Linked DNA regions of Mus musculus: all the other regions are linked to region 4. A link is a contact called in public ChIA-PET, HiChIP or PLAC-seq and Micro-C data. All regions are on one chromosome and are shown on one strand. Each heading gives the region's core, a stretch centred on a gene start, on an enhancer-like site or on the middle of the called end of the contact. The rest is flanking DNA. Distances are from core to core; before and after follow the strand shown. Region 1 holds the start of Fam169b (family with sequence similarity 169, member B). Region 2 holds the start of Lrrk1 (leucine-rich repeat kinase 1). Region 3 holds the start of Igf1r (insulin-like growth factor I receptor). Region 4 holds the start of Mef2a (myocyte enhancer factor 2A). Region 5 overlaps Cers3 (ceramide synthase 3).

Evidence for each region. A called contact is a pair of places that touch in the nucleus more often than the background predicts. ChIA-PET counts read pairs in DNA pulled down with a chosen protein or histone mark. HiChIP or PLAC-seq counts read pairs in DNA pulled down with a chosen protein or histone mark.
Region 1: a contact with region 4 is called in an RNA polymerase II ChIA-PET map of effector CD8 T cells, with 8 read pairs. The contact joins the promoter of Fam169b here to the promoter of Mef2a in region 4. A contact is called at or near these places in 1 of 39 promoter capture datasets (pre-B cells), 3 of 115 datasets of contacts at active chromatin or transcription factors (effector CD8 T cells, memory CD8 T cells and thymic regulatory T cells) and 2 of 9 other capture datasets (adipose tissue and liver).
Region 2: an H3K4me3 HiChIP or PLAC-seq map of bone marrow-derived macrophages shows a contact between it and region 4, with 6 times the contacts expected there. The contact joins the promoter of Lrrk1 here to the promoter of Mef2a in region 4. A contact is called at or near these places in 3 of 39 promoter capture datasets (liver, neutrophils and pre-B cells) and 2 of 115 datasets of contacts at active chromatin or transcription factors (bone marrow-derived macrophages and embryonic stem cells).
Region 3: a Micro-C map of embryonic stem cells shows a contact between it and region 4, with 4 times the contacts expected there. The contact joins the promoter of Igf1r here to the promoter of Mef2a in region 4. A contact is called at or near these places in 6 of 484 Hi-C or Micro-C datasets (embryonic stem cells, erythroblasts, muscle stem cells and 2 more) and 2 of 115 datasets of contacts at active chromatin or transcription factors (memory CD8 T cells and pancreatic cancer cells).
Region 5: a contact with region 4 is called in an H3K4me3 HiChIP or PLAC-seq map of stem cell-derived neural progenitor cells, with 14 read pairs. The contact joins the enhancer-like site here to the promoter of Mef2a in region 4. A contact is called at or near these places in 6 of 39 promoter capture datasets (embryonic stem cells, frontonasal cranial neural crest, hippocampal neurons and 2 more), 2 of 484 Hi-C or Micro-C datasets (embryonic stem cells and palatal mesenchyme) and 7 of 115 datasets of contacts at active chromatin or transcription factors (astrocytes, embryonic fibroblasts, embryonic limb bud and 3 more).

Annotation. Positions count from the first base shown.
Region 1 is chr7:68,274,597-68,277,296 of GRCm38.p6, forward strand. It overlaps Fam169b (family with sequence similarity 169, member B), which reads left to right and starts at 1,388. Exons shown (of 9, transcript NM_001374636.1): 1 at 1,388-1,445. The coding sequence starts at 1,415. It overlaps Gm16157 (predicted gene 16157), which reads right to left and starts at 1,998. Exons shown (of 4, transcript NR_040340.1): 1 at 1,921-1,998; 2 at 562-741.
Region 2 is chr7:66,387,058-66,389,757 of GRCm38.p6, forward strand. It overlaps Lrrk1 (leucine-rich repeat kinase 1), which reads right to left and starts at 1,284. Exons shown (of 34, transcript NM_146191.3): 1 at 1,163-1,284.
Region 3 is chr7:67,950,826-67,953,679 of GRCm38.p6, forward strand. It overlaps Igf1r (insulin-like growth factor I receptor), which reads left to right and starts at 1,432. Exons shown (of 21, transcript NM_010513.2): 1 at 1,432-2,127. The coding sequence starts at 2,034.
Region 4 is chr7:67,371,530-67,374,229 of GRCm38.p6, forward strand. It overlaps Mef2a (myocyte enhancer factor 2A), which reads right to left and starts at 1,329. Exons shown (of 11, transcript NM_001291195.1): 1 at 1,184-1,329.
Region 5 is chr7:66,811,577-66,814,344 of GRCm38.p6, forward strand. The region is part of intron 10 of Cers3 (ceramide synthase 3); the gene reads left to right. Among named protein-coding and RNA genes, the nearest start is that of Adamts17, 27 kb to the right of the region's middle. Within about 2 kb of position 1,380, at least 52 of the 459 cell types and tissues checked have an H3K27ac peak or open chromatin away from gene starts, as enhancers often do. A contact at or near this core is called in astrocytes and stem cell-derived neural progenitor cells, where this site is marked.

The DNA.
Region 1 (2,700 bases), core at 138-2,637, 900 kb after region 4:
CCTTGATCCTTGGGCCAGTGAACTTGCCCTTCATACAGCAGCTTCCAAATAAACCTGCCTTTAACATAACCTAATCCAGTTTAAATTGGCTCATTTAACTAATTGATAGAAATAACCTATCAGTTACTGAAAGACACTTACAAATACGGCTATATTGTAAAGACACTTTAGGAAGCTGTCTTGAGAAGACCACGCACACCTGGATGTGTCTCATTTCCACCCCTTCCCCTAACACCTATCTTTCTACCACTAACCTTAAATCTATGTTTAAAATCTAATAAACTGTGACTCTTCGACACAACGACTTACTCTGACATTCTTTTTGGCACTGAAGTCAAAAATTCTGGCTTCACCAGAGTGGAAAAGAATTCCCTGCTACACACAGCGCAGAATTGTGTTGTGTCCCCAGTTACCATTGCCCCAAGGCCAGTTGTCAGGATCCCAGATTGTTCTCCAGCTAATGGGCTCAAGCCTTCTTCCTCCCTCGGTCTCCCCAGTAGTTGGGACATCCGGTGTGTTTCCATCAGAGTCGGGTGAAAGGTGAAATTTGAAATCACTCACCGCTGCATCCTCCCAAAGCAACGTTTTGAAACAGCTGTGTATACTGGAGAAGAATTGTCGACCTTGAATATTGCTTTGTCAAATGAGCTCCTGCTTGGCTTTTTAGTAAATCGTAGGCACATTACAGTTTCCAGGAGACTGTTGGGACTCTGAAACCGGCAGAAAAGATTCCTGGATGCCCTGTGTTAGATGTGCGTTTATTACATATTTGCTATTTTTCAGCCAAGCCAAGTTTTTGTTCTTTTTTTTTTTTTTTTTTTTTTTTTGGTTTTTTTTCGAGACAGGGTCTCTCTGTGTAGCCCTGGCTGTCCTGGAACTCACTTTGTAGACCAGGCTGGCCTCGAACTCAGAAATCCGCCTGCCTCTGCCTCCCAAGTGCTGGGATTAAAGGCGTGCGCCACCACGCCCGGCTCAAGCCAAGTTTTTGAAAAGGGTTAATGCAAATGGTTTTTGCACATAGAAGGGAGCGTGGTGGAAAAATCTGTCAGTACAAGCTTGGGGCACGGGGGAGGAGGCTGCTTGCCTGTGTTTATGGTAGTTCAAGAACAGCAACAAACTCACTATTGGCTCAAAAGTCATTCTTTTTGTAGATTAGACTTTGCGGAGTCAAGGTTTGGTTAAAAAAAAAAAAACAAAACAAAACAAAAGGTGGTCCAGTAGTGTGTGTTGGGGGAGTGGGGGCAGAGATAAACGCCCGCAGCAGGAGGCAAAGGAGTGAGAAAGAGAAAGCCTCCGGGGAGGTGGCAGGGCGGGGCAGCCCCTGGGGAACTCTTGGTAGAAAGGTTGGTGGCTCTGGTGGGGGGAGGGGGTGGGGAGGTAGAGGCTTACTAGGTGGCAAACTCCGTACCGGAGCATGGAGGCTGAGGCAGTCCGCGGAGTCACAGGTAAGGGGTGCTGCGGTCCCCACGTAGCCAATCGAGGGCGAAGGACGCGAATGGTAGCGGGCAGAGTGCCGCACACCCGTCGCCACAACAGCTTGGGGTGCAGTGCGAGGCTAAGGGCCTCTCCTCTCTTTCTCTCTCTCTTCCTCGGATTCATATAAGTCCCAGGCTAGCGGGAGCTGGAGGAGGAACCTCCAGAGTTGATAGTCTTAGATGGCTCTGGGCTGGGTCCTCACCCGGGTCTCCGGTTCTGTTTCTCACCCCTCCCCCACAACCCTCAACACCGGCCTTGGGGACCTTGGACCTGGGCTTGCTGGCCAGGCTGGGGAATGAGCTCCGAGGTGAGAGAGAAGTCCGAACAGCAACCCATTCCTACTTTCCAGCAAGGAGGACCCAGGAAGCGCCTGGACCGAGAGAAGTGTCCCGGGAATCCACGCTCTGGGCCAGCCTCTTTGCTGGCTCCAGGGACACAACTCACATGCCTCTTCCCGCCCAGTTTCAGGATTTGAAGATACTTTCTTGAGCCGGCCACCTCTGAGGTCTTAGGGGATGCCATTTCAGGCCTTTGGCTAGACATCCTGGTCACAGGTGGCTGGCTGTGTCGCACGGATAGTCACACTGCACACAGCCCACCTACAGTAAAGTCAATCATGGCAGGGGCGCATTTGAGGCTGGCAGGTAGCCACTCGCTCTTATGACCTACTTTAAACGTTGCAATTGAGTTGTTTTTCTCCTGTTTTCAGGTGCGTGAGATAAGGAGAGATTGTAGCCACTAGCTAATTATATGGATTAGTAAGGATTTAGTTGATCTAGAGATTAAGAAAAGGCTCGTCTTTAATTTTGGAAAGGGAGCTATTTCTCTTTTGTTTTAGTCTTGTGCACTTTTTTTTTTTTCTAGAAAGTTAAGAGTGCTGTTTCCAGTTTACACGCTGGAAGACTGGAATAAAAGTCTTGCTTTTTTGATCTTCCTCATCTACAAAACAGGAGAAGCCCCCTAGGGTTTATTAAGCACAGCAGTCTCTCATTACACTCCCATCTCTACTAGTGGGTCTCTTTCCCCTCCCCTAGAGTGAGCAGGTCCTTCCCCATCTTTGCTTCAGAGAGCTTCCCCTCCCAGGCCCATGTGATGGGAAAAAAAGAATAGTAATTTCATCTTCTGGAAAAGAATCGTTGGCCTGAGACAGTTTATGGCTTTTCCCTGTATGCGCTCCGACCTTTGCTGTGGTTTTGATGGCCACCGGTGGCTCAGATGACACAC
Region 2 (2,700 bases), core at 34-2,533, 980 kb before region 4:
ATATCCAAACTATTAAGGAGACTGTTGTAGGTGTGGGGGAAGGAAACGTTTGGCTGACTAGAAAAGCCCCTCTAAGGACAAATTAGGTGTTGGTATGCTATATTCTTCTGGAACATGAGCAAGGACAATGAAAACCAAATCACAGAAAGAATTCAATGCTAAAGTTTTTCAAAGTGTACAAATCGTAGGTCCTTTGATGCTGCTATGTGAGTGTGAGTGACCAACTCATCAAAAATAGGTTATTTGGTGAGAATTTGCTAAGAGAATTTGCCTTTAAGACCCTATCTATCCTGCTCCGGTTTTTGCAGGGATGAGCATCATGTAAGAGAAAAACGTAATGGCCTCAAACTATTAAAAGCCAGACTGAACTGGCTGTCAGCATCCCTAGAGTCTCTCCATTGCTGTCTTTCTTACTGCCCCTCCAGGAATTCTTGTTCTCATCCATTAAGGACTGCCACTGGCTCCAAGCAACAGAGCCCATAGGCAAAGTGATGGGACCACAGGGTGAGAAACATGCCCCACGCGTGGAGCAGGGGAAGACCTCCAGACCATCCAGCACCACCCGGCTGTCCCGCACGCGCGGGAAGAGCCTCGCTGGGCCTTTGCCTCCAGCCACTCGCGCCCACGAACTCCCACGCTTAGACCCCACCCCCACTCCCAAGTTAAAAGTCAGGCTTTTTTTTTTTTTTTTTTTTTTCCAAACGCAAAAGAACTTTGTAGTCTCCCTAGTGTTTCCTACTTTTGTTTCTGAACTCGGCTCCCCGCCCCCGCCCCGCTCCGATCCCAGGCTGGTTTTCGGCTGCCCCAGCTCCCGGGTTCTAGCTCTGCACTCGCTTTAACCCTTCAAGGGGCGAGGGTCGCTGCGCAGCCCAGAGAGGCAGCGAAGAGACCCCGGGCAGCCCGAGTTCCAGACGCCCACCGGAGCTGTGACCTGCGGGTCCCGGACACAGGCCGGGGTCCGGAGCACGCGGTCGCCCGGGGTACGGGGTGCTGAGCTGGGGAGAGGAGCTGTGGGGCGAGGCGAGACGCAGGGCACAAGCAGGCGACGGCGGCTGCACGCGGGGACCCGGGCGCGGGACGGGGTGGTGCGGGCAAAGCTTGGATCTAAGGTGCGGGCTTCGCTCGGGTCCTCGGACAGGGCGCGGGTCGGAGCAGCACTTACCTGCGGCGGCAGGGTCTGGAAGCCGCGGATCGGCGACATCAGAGGGCCGGGGCCTGCCGGTCCTACCGTACTCTGCCCTGCAATGCTCTGGCCGCCGGGGGCCAGACGCACTTCCTCAATCCTGCGGCCGCCTGGCGGGCGGAGAGGGCGGGTGGCGCGGAAGCAGGGCTGTGCCAGAGGGTCGGCCGCCCCGACCTCCCCTGGATGGCCTGCCTCGGTTTCCCTAGCTGCAAGATGTCGGTGACCAAGCTCACTGCTCTTGTGCCTCGGTAGACGCTTGGGTCTTGAAACTTTGTGGACTCCTCTCCAAATTTGAATGCTTTGCTGCCTTCCCTGCGGACAGGCACAGTGACAAGGTTGTGCCTTTCCTACCCTGCTCGAGTAACAGATTAATTTTTATCCTGTTTGCTGGCCATATACTGTGACTGTAAATATTAAGAGAGCGAGAATATTAATGTGTGTGCAGGTCTTTATGGAGCGGTGCAGAAACTACATTTTAAAAGTTGATGTTTTGTAAACTGCGCTTTTTCACCACACGAGTTCGCTAACTTAAATTATGGACGTTTGCAAAGATATTACTAGCTGATGAATATTTTTCGATTTTCGAACTCCGGAGTAGCTGGGATTACAGGAGCATGCCACCCTGACTGGCTGCTTGTGGCGATGAGGTGGAATGTTGTCAGTTGATTCCACTGAAGTTAATAACCAAACGCGGCTATACACTCAGCAGGCAAGCTTCGGATTCCGCTCGTTTTCCCCGAGAAAAGATAATCCTTGGTAGAAAATCAGTACTGGACCGAAGTGCTTCTTACTGGTAAGAATGAATATTCCTGAGACCAAGTGCAAAGAACATTGACAGACCGCCTCACTGGCAGCTCACAGAATTTGAGAAGCCGTGGGCCGCCTGAGATATTTTGGGAACACCTCAAGTGTTTGTTTAGAGTTGGAGTTTGTATCCCTAGTTGGCAAGGCCACAACCTCGCAGCTCTTCTACGTTCGCTCTTCTTTTCCTCCATCGAACACTGTTACAAAAATGTAGGTGGGGTTCTGCAATCCTGTCCTCACCACCGAGGTCCTCAGACCAATTAGCAAGGCCAGCAACATGACTGCTATGGAAAAGTCCCTAATAATTTGCAAGGCATGGCGTCAGCAGTTTGAATGAGCCTGGCTTGGTGGCGCCTTCAGGGCATACATACATCACTGCCACCTAGCGTTACTAAAAGGAAGTCCATGTCTAGAGCCAGGACCAACACACACTAAGAGGACTTGTGTTGCCTATGCTTAAGTGGCAAGAAATTTTCCACTTTAAACAATCTTAGAAATAGGTTAAGAAAAGTGCCCAATTTAAAACAAACAAACGAGCAAACAAAGGTCTGGAATATTCGACACATATATGAGCTTTTTTTGAGATGGCCATATCACAGTATTCAACTGTACCCAGTAGGTGTGTTTTAATCACAAGTTTGCAAAGGAGACAATTACAGAATAGCTAAAATTCCTTCTCACTTCTTTTTCATTCCTGCAGACCCATGTTTTTC
Region 3 (2,854 bases), core at 182-2,681, 580 kb after region 4:
GGGTTCCCGCAGCCTGACACGCGCTGCGGTCCTTCTCCGCAGCTGCCCACGTGGTGGAGCACGGACCAGCACGATGCGGTGGAGCGCCCTCAGGGCGGGAGAGGAATGGGGCTGGGAGGCCCGGCTAGCACGACCCAGCCGAGTCGGTCCCCGACTCGGGGCCCCCACATTTCCTCCCCCGGAGGGAGGGAGGCGACATTCCCGGAGCCAGCCCTCCCAGGCTGCGGTCGCGCCCTCTGGCGGCCGCCGCGGAGACGGGTCCTGGGCACGAGGGGCCGCCTGTCTGGGTTCCCTTTCCAGGGCTGGGGGCCCGCGGTGGAATCGCTGTGCTTCGAGAATAGAGCCTCGCGGACCGCACCCTGTCCGCTCCCCGACTGCGCGCAAGCACCGGAACACCCAAGGAGCGCCGCCACGGGCGCCCAAGCCTGGCGTGGAAAGTGCCTTGCGTAGCAGTCTTCAGGGGTCCCCTTTCCCCCAGGTGTGCCCCTCCCGTCGCGTCCGGGCTTTCCACCACACTGCGAAAAAAATGCCGCATGCATGCACTTATTTATTTATTTTGCAACAGCTGCAAGAAACAATGAAGCTTTTTCACGGAGTCGGCCAGCGCGCTCTCCAGCCGCGCTGTTGTTGTTTTCAATGAAGCTCCGAGGCCGCACTCCCCGCCCACCGCGCCCGCAGCCCGCCCGCTCTGCTGCCCGCCCGCCCTGCCGCCGCCCCCCTGGCCACCGAGTCCCACCGGCGCCCCGGGCATTGTTTTTTGGAGTCCTGCGGGAGGGGAGGGTGCGGACAGGGCCGGCCGGCGCAGTGCGGGTGGGGGCGGAAGCGTGGGCGCGCGCGTGGCTCAGTGTGCGCGCGGGGGCCGGCGCGGGTGGAGGCGCGGGGGGCGGTGCCTCCTGGGCCCGGCTCCCCACGCCCGCGCTCCGCTCCGCACGTCCCTGCGATCCCGAACTCCGGCTCTTGGCGCCTGCCGAGTCGGGGCCCGGCCCTCGGCGCGCCGGGACTGCGGCTGTAGCCGCTTGGAGTGTGCGCGCGGGCACGTGTGCGCGGCCCCGAGAGCGCGCGCGTAGAGCCCCCAGTGTGTGGCGGCGGCGGCGGCGGCGCGGTGAGGCTGAGGTTCTTGTTTACCAGCATTAACTCCGCTGAGCGGAAAAAAAAAGGAGGGGGGGGGGGAACCGAGGAGGAGCGAGCGCACCGGGCGAACTCGAGAGAGGCGAGCGACAGGGAAGCTGCCTGCGAGCCTGTCCCGGCGCGCCCGGCGCTCGCAGACCCTCGGCCCCGCTCTCCGGACCCTCCACGCCTCTCCCCGTGCCTGCGAGAGCTCCACGGCACGCGGCGTGCTCGGCTTTGACCTTCAGCGAGCCGGAGCCCCCGCGCACGGAGTCGGCGGCGGGCGGGGGCCGACGCGGGGCGGCGGGAGCGCTGAGCGCTGCGCGGCCGCCGCTTTGTGTGTGTCCTGGATTTGGGAAGGAGCTCGCGGCGGCGGCGCTGAGGGAGGAGGCGGCGGCGAGCGGAGCCCAGAGGAGGAGGAGGAGCCGGAGGAGGGGGAACCGCTCATTCATTTCCACTCCGCATTTCTGCCCCTCGCCGGCCTCGCCCGCGCCCGGGACTTCGGACCAGTCTCGCCAACTGCGTCGCGCTCTCCCGCCGCGTAGGCTCCGGTGGTCGTTCCCTCCGGGGATCGGGTGGCGTTTGTCCTCGCCTGCGGCGATTTGGGCTTTGCTCCTCTTTCTGTACAGTTTTCCTCCTTCTTCTGCATCTCTGCGTTTGCAAATGGAGGCCGACGACGCCGACAGCCCGCCCCGGCGCGCCCCGGCTTCCCGACTCCGCCGCCCCGTGGGCCGCTGCTGCCGGCGCTGAGGGGCCGCCCCGCGCCACCCTCCTTGTCCACGCCGCTTTCCGAGGATCGTCGCCTGCGCTCTTGTTTTTGGACGAGAGTGAGGACTGAGTTGGAGACTTTTTTTTTCTTTTTTTCTTTTCTTTTTTTTTTTTTTTTCTATTTTTGAGAAAAGGGAATTTCGTCCCAAATAAAAGGAATGAAGTCTGGCTCCGGAGGAGGGTCCCCGACCTCGCTGTGGGGGCTCGTGTTTCTCTCCGCCGCGCTCTCTCTCTGGCCGACGAGTGGAGAAAGTGAGTATTTGCCCGCCGCCCGCGGCCACTGCGGGAACTTTTCCTCCGAGGGGCTGCGCCCTGTTTGGGAAAACCCAGTTGCCACGGGCGCAGCTGTCGGACTTCGGGGCTCGGGAGTGGAGGGTGGGGCTCTCTCGGAAGGCCGGAGTAGAGCAGGGCCCGAGAGTTCACGACTCAGGAGCTCCTAGAGCCCTAGCTCAGCGCATCTGCGCGCGGGAAGGGCCTTAGGGCTTTCTCTTTCGCTGTCCGGGGAGCGCTGTCCCGCACGCGGCCTGGTGGGTGGGCAGTGCCTTCTCGCTGGCGGGTCAGGGGCAGCCCCCGCGTAGGCGCTTGGTGGGGAAGTTGGCGTCTGGGTGGCCTCGGGAACCCCGCTACTCTCGCCCCCCCCCCTCCGGGGCGCTCCACTTGGCACCCCAGCGCCCATCCCGCGCAGCTCACCATGACAGCACCCTTGGAGGCTCCACGGGTGGTTGCTGGGGTAGACCTAGTGCTCCGTGGCGGCAATTCGGAGCCTCCTACCCTGCGGGGTGTAAGTTGTTCTTGAGGGGGAGATACAGGATGGTTGGAAGCCTCGCGGCCCCAGGACACGTTTCCAAACATCAGGGCGCAGCCTCCTATCACCCAACTTGTTGGGCCCATCGACCCCCTCAGGTTCTTGGCCTTTCGCTTCTCTGGAGCCTGTGGGCGTCTACCCACCTACCCCAAGGCTTGATAACTTGGACAGTCC
Region 4 (2,700 bases), core at 79-2,578:
CAAAACAACGCAGCTGGATTCTTAAAGGGAAAGTACTCTTGTGTAATATACACCTAATTACTGCTTTACAGAACCTCACTGTCATACAGTAATGGATGTTTCAAGAAAGACATAAGAGAAACACGATGCGCTGCGCTACAAACTTGAAAACTGTTATACAATATTAGTTTTAAAATAGTTGTCAACACATCGCAGCAGGTCTTTCTAATTTCAATTTCTGGAATCCCAATTTCACAGTAAACATACAGGTTAGCGCGACGGTGTAGTCAGTCTACACTCCGTTGCCTTCTGGATCATGATGACAGGGGCTTCAGAGCTCAGGGACCTATTTAAGGTCCGAGTGAGCAAGAATTTGATAGTTACACTTTTCCAGGGGGAGGGGGGAAATGCTAATTCAGAAAACGCTCACCTTTCCCAAACTTGTCTGCAATATCACTGATCTTTAATCCTCAACCGCCCAAAAACAGATGACATCGAACCCAAAGGCAAAGTTTCCATCTCACCCTGAGACCTAAGGCGGGATCTACCCGATTGCAAGGAGCGGGTCCCTTCTGCAGCCCCGACTCCCAAGACCTTTTCCCCGCACCCGCAGGTGCTCGAACCCGGCCACCGCCCGGGCCAGGTCCAGACACACAACCTAACGCCGATATCCCCACGGGAGAGTTCGACCCCCTACCTCCCGCCCCAGTGAACCAACCTTCCCCCCGAAGCAGAAGTGGGGGAACTTTAAGTGCGACCACAGGGCCGGACGCCCCCCGCACTGGCGGTTTACGGAGCGGGGAGACCCCGAGATCCGCGACGCTGGAGGAATGGACCGAGTGGCTCCGCGGCCCCCTGGGAACTCCGTCAACTTTCAGGGAGGAGCGGGGCGGCGCGGCTGGGGGCCCCAGAGGTGGCGCGCACAGGGAGGCGGCTCGCGACAGTCCCCCCCGCGGGCCCCCGCCGCCGCGCCCGCAGCCCCCCGGGCTCGCCCCAGGGCACCCCGCCCCCACCGCACGGGGCCGCGCCCCTCCGCTCTCCCGAGGGCCCGGCCGCCCCACGCCCAGCCTCGCCCCGGCGCCCGGAGCCGCGCGGGCACCCCTCCTCGGCCTCGCAGCCCCTCCGTGGTAGTGCCCCCCACTCCCAGCGCGGCCCGACCCCCTTCCCAGCCGCCGCCACATCCCCGCCGCCCGCGGCCCCTCACCGAGTCTCCGCTACTGCCGGCGGGCGCGCACACGCCGCAGCCCCGGCCCGGCCCGCCACAGCACTCCGCGCCGCCCGGAGCCGCCTCCTTCAGCCCGGGACTCGCCGGGACATCCGCGCACGGATCCCCACACCGGGGCTATTTTTAGGAGTCAGGCCTCGGCCAGGCCGGAACTCGTTCTTCGCGGCGCGCGTGCGCACTGCGAGGACGTCTTGGTGTCCCTCCGCGGGCCTCGCCTCTCCCTTCCTCTCGGCTTCCTCTCTTTCTTCTCTCCCGGGCTCTCCTTTTAGGGTATATTTCTGCTCTCGGTGGGTCCTGAAGGGTTTGTCATGGACAAGACGAGGGACTAGTCAGAGAGAGCCGCGCCTTCTCAACAGCTAGCGCTGTGGCACAAGGACAAGAGGGGCGGACTATGTTTTTCCGGGTGGGTGAGGCGACAGATCACCCGGCACAGGAAGGAGATGACGGCTGCTTGGCGCCGGGGCTGCAGCCTGGAGCGCGCTTCCCTCTTTGAAGGACCGTGTTCTCCTGGAAGGGATACTGGTCACTTGATGAGGGCCTGGGCGTGGCGGGCCGGTGGCGTCGCGCCCCCGCCGCCTCCTGGTCCAGCCCGGGCCCACGGCTCCGGTGACGCGGCGCGTGACTAGTCCCCGCGCTTGGTCCGTGACCACAGCCGAGAGGCCCGACCCGGCGGGACGGCCCAGACGCCCTGTGCGGTGCTCGGGACCGAGGCCAGCTCCCCGCCCTCGTGTGCGCCGGGCCTGCCCAAACCTCGGCTCGCCACGCCCTCACTGTGGTCGGGGCCACACCTGTGTCCAGGCCTGGACAGCTGCTGGGTCACCCCCGCCGGGCCAGCAGTTGGATGCTGTCCCTGGCCACCCAATCCCAGCAGGGGCTTGGAAAGCAGAAACACCTTGAGAATGAGGCAACCTGCCTATTTGGGCTACTAATACTAGCTAGTATGGATTAGTGGTAAACTGTATCTCACTTAGTACTCACATCGCAGTGAAGTTCACCTCATTTTCTGTTCCCATTCGGCAGATAAGAAAGGAAAACTGAGAACCACTCTGACCACGCAGGGTCACACAGCGTCAGAGAAGGGCCATAAGGATCTGAATTCCTAACTACTCGACGAACTGATTTTTCTGAGGGGAAAAGATGTCTTTGAGACAGCACTTGTATTTTGTTAACTTACTGATTTTGTCCAGAGAAGGCTTATGGGGGTGACTCTCTGCTGGTCCTCACCCCCAAAAGTTGCTACCGCTGTAGAGGTAATAAGAATGTGATGGCTGGTATCCGAACCCAGAGCTGCCCATGCAATGGGCACAAACCCTCATTCGAAAATGAGAGGCTCAATTCTGTGGTTAGGGCTTTAAAACAAGTCTTTGGGGGTGGGTGAGCAGATGTGCGGAGGAACTGGGAAGTTACAAAGGAAGCTGGAGGCTCTCTGGCTTCCTCCCTCAAGGACAACAAGGCAATGTGCTGGAGAGAGGCTGACACAAAGGCAGTACAGAGAT
Region 5 (2,768 bases), core at 130-2,629, 560 kb before region 4:
CCTTAGGCTTCTGTCGTGTGGGTCACTCAGCTTCAGCTGTTCCTCCAGTCTGGAAGTTTGGGGAAAAAAGCAACACTGTCATGTTCCAGAGGAGTAAAACTCACAAGGATAAAGTTCTCGGAATGCAGACTGAGAGAGAGCAGGAAAGAGGAGTGTAAAAGAGAGAGCTCTCAACAACACAAAGTGTCATCACTTCAGGAAATGACGATTGTTGTTTATTTGTGGGATAGTCTTACCCTGTAGTCCAAGCTGGTCTTGAATTGACTCTGTAGCCAAGGCTAGCCTTGAACTCCCTGTGTGTCCCAGACTGGCTGTAAACACTGTGATCCTCCTGCCTCTGCCTACTGAGACCTGGGATTACAGGTGAGAACCACCATGACTGGTGGTGCACACCTTTAATCCTAGCACTTGGGAGGCAGAGGCAGGCGGATTTCTGAGTTCGAGGCCAGCCTGGTCTACATAGTGAGTTCCAGGACAGCCCGGGCTATACAGAGAAACCCTGTCTTGAAAAACAAAACAAGGCAAAACAAACAAACAAAAGAGTCGCTGTGGTCGTGTTGTCTCTTCACAGTGATAAAACCCTGAGAACCAGCGTGACTAGTTTATTAATTCGTCTTAGAGCCACTTATTCTATAAAGTGAATCATGGTTCTGAGTCTATATTTCCTCCATGGACTATACCGTTTATAAAGAAATATAGGAAATCACAACTAAGAAAAAAAGATAATTTGAAATCAGAAAAACACAAAAGGGCCCAGGTGACTCTGGCTTCAATATTTTCTTTCTATGGAGAAAAACAATCTAGGGAGAGTTTGTGGCTTAGCAGACAGCCTTGGTAGCCAAAGTAGCATCTGTGACCATCAACATTGTTACTGCCCAAAGGCTGTAAGGAACACAGCACCCCAGGGCTCACCGGAACCTTTGTGGTTTGCGCATCTGTGGAGCATCCTCAACCACAGTGTGATCTAGAAAATTCCACATCACCGAAAACCAAATGTCCATTTGTGGCCAGGGTTGAAAGAACCCAATGAAATGCAGTGCAGTGCCGCTGAGGAGAAATATGAGAAGCAAGACTACAATGGTCTGTCTTTCCTGCAACCTTGTCAACTTGGATGATGAGAATTATTACAACAGAAAGGGAGGTATTTTGCTAGTAGCTTAGAACATTGACCTCTTTGCCTGAATGTGCATTTTTTTTCAATACAGTGAGAGCTAAAAGTTTGCTTTTAAAATAGCATAAAGTGCTTATTATAGTGCTCTTTGTTTCACTGCCAAGTGCGGCTTGAGACGTGGAGTCATTCACAAAGCAGCCTCCTGGGCTCCTGACATTACTGCAAAGCCACAGATTCCCAGGCATAGAGTTTAGTTACAGTGCTTCAAACACGCAGCCACAGTTTTATTGATGCTGCGGCTGCAGATGTCATTCCGGGAGAGTGAGGAAGCCCTGCGGGTAGAGATGAGTCATCGGCTAGAAGTGAGCGTTATTGTATCTGTTGCACTGATGTGTAGGGTTTCTCTGTTCCTCGGCATCAAGTTTGTTTGGGTTGTTTTGCTTGCAGACATTTTTTTGAGGAATACAGATCAGGCCTTAACTAATAGTATGTACAATTAATTAATAAAAACATAGACATTCTTGAACCAAAATGTATTAAAATTATAGCAATAATGAAGCCAGAGGTATGGCTGCTCAGATGTGATTTGTAACCCAGTGGGTAGTGAAGAAGCTTGATGTCTCAGAGTGACAGAGAGATGAGACTATACTTGTGCACTGTGCAGTGCAGGGTAGGTAAGGTGTCATATGAGCAGCAGGGGAAGGAAATGCTGTGTGAGTCTGTTCTCCAGGGCTATAACAGGTGCCCAAGACTGGGTTCCTGATAAAGGAAAGAGGTTTATTTAGTTTATGATTCTGAAGCTGAAGGTCTAAGACCAGACAGTCATAAGACCTCCACCTTCCATAGGCCACGCCCCTCAGAGGTTCTAGTGTCTCTCACCAGCAGTGCACTAAGAAGCAGCTTCCCCTGAATGATCTCCTGAGGATTCACCACAGCGAAACCATAATGATGGGAATGTTTAGCTGGAAGAGGAATGGGCTATCTTTAGCTATGTAGAAAAAAATAACAATGTTTGAAAGAAGTGTACTCTGCCTGCCACCAGCCTAAAGGATAGAACTTGAAAAAAAACATAAGTAAAAACTGCAAGGAGCACACCAAACCCCCCCCCAAAACTGTAAGAAAGAGAGAAAGAAAGGAAAGAAGAGAGGGAGAGAGAGAGAAAGAAGAGAGGGAGGGACAGAGGGAGGGGGGGAGGAGGAAGGGAAGAAAGGGAGGAAGGGAAGGAGGGAGGGAGGGAGGGAGGGAGGGAGGGAGGGAGGGAGGGAGGGAGGGAGGGAGAGAAAGAAAAACAAAGCAGGTGTACCTGCAGGTAGGCGTGGGAACCTCTTTTGCTCAGGTTGTCATAAAGAACACAGAAACTTCAGAGAGAAACTAGGCTAGACGCCCTCAAGGTCCCTTTCCATCCCAGAGGCCTTTGAAGAATGTTTTTCCAATGCAACACCCCTCCTACCTCTCAAGCCATACCACTGCACTCTGAGCCACTAGCATTTCTCTCCACACCGTGGCTGCTCTGAATCTCTCCAACCATTTCCACTCAGCAGCAAGGAGCGCTGGTGGCATGGGAGCTGGCTTCCTTAGGTGGAAAGCAGGGCCCATAGTAGATCATGAGCTAGCCATGTAGCATGCTCAGCTCACCGCTGAATGGACAAACGACTCC